Linked DNA regions of Arabidopsis thaliana: region 2 is linked to region 1. Evidence: chromatin contacts called from public capture Hi-C data. All regions are on one chromosome and are shown on one strand. The core of a region is the stretch at or near the end of the contact, and the rest is flanking DNA. Distances in the headings are between cores, read along the strand shown. Region 1 holds the start of MYB77 (myb domain protein 77). Region 2 holds the start of CML41 (calmodulin-like 41).

What was found. Capture Hi-C pulls out chosen DNA fragments and counts their contacts.
Region 2: a capture Hi-C map of seedling shows a contact between it and region 1, with 2.2 times the contacts expected there. A contact is called at or near these places in 1 of 26 Hi-C or Micro-C datasets (vegetative nucleus) and 1 of 3 other capture datasets (seedling).

Annotation. Positions count from the first base shown.
Region 1 is chr3:18,557,930-18,560,629 of TAIR10.1, forward strand. It overlaps MYB77 (myb domain protein 77), which reads right to left and starts at 1,397. Exons shown (of 1, transcript NM_114866.4): 1 at 1-1,397. The coding sequence starts at 1,122. The coding sequence ends at 217.
Region 2 is chr3:18,872,502-18,875,201 of TAIR10.1, forward strand. It overlaps CML41 (calmodulin-like 41), which reads left to right and starts at 1,410. Exons shown (of 1, transcript NM_114937.3): 1 at 1,410-2,335. The coding sequence starts at 1,486. The coding sequence ends at 2,103.

The sequences.
Region 1 (2,700 bases), core at 147-2,646:
CTCACTAATCAAGGTTCAATTTTTAGATTTAGACTTGTTATAGATTTTGGTTATGAATCACCAAAACAAGTAACAAATATTTGAGATTTAAGATTATTCCATAGAAATTTTAATTCCTCTGTACATTTTGTTTTTGTTTTTAATTTTACCATAAACCCCAAAAATGAATGCTCTTGAAAATCCCCAATCGATTCAAGTTTTAACCCTAAACCAAAACTACTCAACCTTAGGTGTTATTACTCCACAATCCCTAAAACCACCATTGCCGCCGGATTCGTATAAACCTCCGACGACGAATCCACCACTTGTTTTCTGCATTTCCGCCATGTAACTCCTCACTTCAGCTTTTATCATCTCCTGCACCACCGTCATAAACTCACCTCTACGTCCTTCTCCTCTCTCCTCTACATTAATCTTCATCTGACTCTCAAATCTCGGAAACATCAACGCGTTGTTGTTATTGTTATGGCTCGAACTCGTGTTCTCAGCTCCAGGTAGTGACAAACTCAACGAAGTAGGTGGATCCTCCGAAGACGAAGACATTTCAACCGGTAACGGCTGCGGAACCACCGTAAAACCGCCGGAAATCGGCATTGGTTTAAACAGCTGAGCAACAGGAGACGACGGTGACGGAATCGTGCTAGAATCACTAACATCGATTCCGTTAGGACTCTCAGGACTCATGTACAATCCAGTATCCACCGGAGCAAAAGCAGAATCAAAGCTAACAGATCTCCTCTTCTTCGGCCGATCCTGATCTTCCTCCGTCTCCGTCACCGTCGTAACCGCCACACCTCCGCTGCATTTCCTCTTAAGCGTAGAGTTCCAGTGATTTTTAACGGCGTTATCCGTACGACCGTTAAGAAGACGAGCAATCGTCGCCCACTTGTTACCAAACTGAGCACGGGCGGTTACAATAGTCTCATCTTCCTCCGGCGAGAAAGGACGATGCTCAACCTCCGGAGATAACTGATTACACCAACGTAATCTACACGATTTACCAGATCGACCTGGAATCGATTTGCTAATCGCAGACCAATTCCTCGGTCCGTATTTCTCAACCATCCTTCGTAGCTGCTCATCTTCTTCTTGACTCCATGGACCTTTAACACGATCCGCCATTGAAACAGATCTTTTGTTTGTTTGTTGTAGAGAAGAAGAAGAAGAAGAAGAAGGTGGAGGAAACTGAAGAGAGGAGAAAAAAGGTATTTATAACAGAGAGAGAGATAGAGAGGAGGATGGATAATAACCGGTAACCGGTAGAGACGGTGGAGAAAGTCATGCACCGCTTCTTCCACGCAAGCGGTTTTGAAAGTTTTGGGATACAGCTGTAGGTGTACACGTGTCGTGATCTCGGTGCGTCTGTTTATTAGTTTATGGAGCGTGTGATACAGTCGAAAGAGAGAAAGGGGAAGCACGCGCGCGTGAGAAGAGAGTGGGAAAAGAAGGGAAGTTAAAGCGACAAAATCACGGAAACCTACAAGGAAAGAGCTCTGATATTATTCGCACAATCTGAGGTGAAAAATTAGAAAGCTGTTTTGAATGTTTATTTGAAAAATAATAATAATATCTGAGACGATAACGGTTAGGTTTGGCAGTTTGGGTAAAGACAGTTTTTTATGCAGATTTCTGACTTTTTTGACTGGACACGCCAGCCTGTATTCCTTGTTATGCAAATTTACCCTTTTCTCTGAAACTTTTTTCCTTTTATTTTATTTTGTAGAATACAAAACGACTAATTTGAATTTTTTTTTGAAGTTACATAAGGTTTAAAGTTTATGGGTCGGGAAATATTGGAGGATAAAATTTGATCACAGTGTTCTAAAAATATTTTTGTTTAATTTAAATGTTATTTTTGTTATTGTATTGTATTATTTTCAAATTGGATGATATATTTAAACAATAAAAATAAAACTGAAATTTTTGAAAATATAAATGTGTAGAAAATATAAAACGACATTAGACTGACACAAAAATTAAAATGCAAAACGACATCTAATTTGAAACGGAAAACGTATTAGATGTTTTTATAAAATATGTTTTGATTCGTTGAACTTGAAACGATATTCGTAACGCTTTTGACCAATAAAGTTTATACATAAAATCTGCATAGAATATAAAACGACGTTTAATATGACACAAAAATTAATATGCAAAACGACATTTAATTTGAAACGAGAAAAGTATTAGCTACTTTTAAAAAAGTATTTTGATTCGTTGAATTTGAAACTATACTTGTAACGGTTATGCTACGTTTTAATTATTCATAGATTTCTTTTTTTTTTTTTCTCGAGAATACAATACACATAATTTAAAATTTGTATATTTTTAAATTTTAAAGTAATTGCAAGTATAGAGCTGGCACTCTTGAAAGTAAAATTTTGATTACACATTTTTAAAAAAAAACATTAACTAATTTATGACTGGTTAAACAGTAATTGTAACAGTTTTGAGCGATGAAATTAATATTTTTTACTTCCTTTTGGTTTATCTTTCTAACTGAAAAAGGTTCAAACTGCCTAGTGCTACAAATTTGGGATAAAAATATTTGTATCGTTTATAGAAATGTGGTTCAGTTTTGTATGGTTTTTTTGTCTGTGACTATTTGTTAATGGTACGTTTTTGAATGCCCCAAATCAAAGTCATATAGTATTTACACAATACGGGAAACTACATTTATATGATTAGATACGATTAATA
Region 2 (2,700 bases), core at 160-2,659, 310 kb after region 1:
TACATTATATTTTGTATTTGATATAAAATATAATTAGGGTAGTCCAATGCGTTTTTCTTAACAAGTCTAAACACATTTGTTTTTTTGTTTTTCCTGGCTTACAAGTTAGGTATACTCTCTTTTCATTACCTATAATAACAAAGACATCATATAAAGCAAATGGTTAAATTTGTTTGTGGTGTAACTTATGAGGGGGAAAAAACCAATAGTGATTAGGAAGACAGCTTGTTTCGTGTGGCTCTGCGAGGATGATCTAGTTGTATATTAAGATATCAGAAGTTATAAACAAAACAAAGATAATGAAAGACATGAATGCATCAAATTAACGGTATATATAGTGTTGGAATCAAATTAGTGGTGAATTATCGGGTTTGCATCAAACTAATTTGGTTATTCTTGAGATTAGGAATGTGTGTTCACCTAAAAGCTAGTAATTGATTACTAAAATGTAATGCATGCAACAAGAAGAGTCAATCGAATTTTATAGAGATAAGTCATATAAAATGATTAATTATCGCTAGAGGAAGCTGCGATGAAATTTCTTACAGCTTTTGTCTTTTACCCATCTAATCATTTAATCTCTGAGCCTACGCCATCACACATATCTAAAAGCACCTTCTTCGAAATTCCCTTGGAGGACAAAACATGGACCTCTTTTTTGTTCACTTGGATTTTCTCGGAAAATGACTTGCATGTCTTCTTACTATATTTTATGTATCCCTTCATTCTATACTTTTTCGAAATTCTAATTTAACTCTACATATAATCCCACTCCCACCAGCTAAAGTTTAGACATGACAAGTATTTTATCAAATGCTCCTTCAATTCAAACTACTGAATATTGTTTGGATAAGTACTTTTTGGAGACGTAAGCTATATTTTCCAATCCGAAATGAATGAACCAAATGTCCATAGTTCTGTTTTTTTTTCCTCCTAAAGTGAATATATTAAGAGACACTAAATTCTAGAAAATATGTTTAAAATATAATAATCAGTAATTGTCCAAAAAAATGTGAATACTTAAATCAAAATCAGGATACGATTGTCACAAGAAACAAACTTTCCTAGATAATGTATATTTTATATTATTATCATATTATGTATGCACTTAAGACATCTCCATCCATGAGAAACCTACAAAGTTTTTCAAACAAAAAAAATATTAATATTATATTATAATTTGATTATTTTTATTAAAAAAGTATTTTTGTTAAAAAATTAAACCAATAGTAAGATGAGAATTGTCATGATGGGTTGTACAAAGTATCTCAGAGTATCTCAGAGTTTCTCACTTGAGAAACTTTCTACACTCTCTCTCCTTCATTTTTATTATTTTTATTTTTTTAATTGTGAGAAATTCTTATGAGATACCCACAATAGAGATGGTCTTATAAATTTATCAACATGGTGAATCTCTCATGTTATATATAGAGGTGATTTAAAGGCTAAATAGAATAACACACTACAGCATATAAACTCAATGATATGGCAACTCAAAAAGAGAAACCTTCCTCCAATTCTTTCAAATGGTTTTCCACCAAAACCTTAAAGTTAAACCTTAGTTTCCAAAACCGACGAAGATCACCAAAATCAAACTCTTCGTCAACCTTAAACTCTCCAAGAAGCAACAGTGATGACAACAACAACATAAAGAGTCACCAGGCCTCCAAAGAAGAGCTCCGTCAAGTCTTCAGCCATTTCGACAGCGACGGCGACGGTAAGATCTCAGCCTTTGAGCTCAGACATTACTTCGGCTCTGTCGGTGAGTATATATCTCACGAGGCAGCTCAAGAGGCGATAAACGAAGTTGACACTGACGCAGACGGGTCTCTAGGGTTTGAGGACTTTGTTGGATTGATGACAAGAAGAGATCTTTACGGTGACGGTGAAGTTGATGGCGATGGAGAGTTGAAGACAGCGTTTGAGATGTTCGAGGTGGAAAAAGGATCAGGCTGCATAACACCAAAGGGTTTGCAAAAGATGCTTGTGAAGTTAGGGGAATCAAGAACGTACGGAGAGTGTGAAGCCATGATAAAGTTTTACGATATAGATGGTAATGGAATTCTTGATTTTCATGAGTTTCGTCAAATGATGACGGTTTAGTGTAATTAAATATTTCTTTTACGTAATTACCCTACTATATGCTCGAAAAATGTTTATGGAGTAGTGTGTGTGAGTTTGAATATAGGGATTATGTTAGAAGTGCTATTATTGAATTGTGGTGAAATTTTAGTAGTGTTGGAATGAATTTATGAATGAAGAATTCATATTTAAGCTTGATTTATGTTAATGACCAAAAAAAATAAAGTGGGAATTATTCTATGTGTATTTACAGTATTGTAGGCATCTATTTATGAGATATGCCCACTAATAATTTAATAGAAATGATGCAAAGACAGACCATTAATTGAAAGTTGGAGTATTTATTCTGTCTTTGGCTCTGCTGAACATTTGCCATTTATTCTTCATTCTTCGTCGTTATTTTTTTTGGGTTTGAAATGCATTGGTATATTATACGAGTTATAGTACAATTCTCTCCGATGCTGTAATTTGCCTTTTAATGATTAAAAAAAGAATATATATATATATACCAAAAAAGTTGGGAAAACTATTGAATTGGGCTTCAGACGTATGTTGGGTCATTAGGCCCATCATAGATCCCTTTTTCAATAAGTTTCTATTTAACCACTTTTATATTAA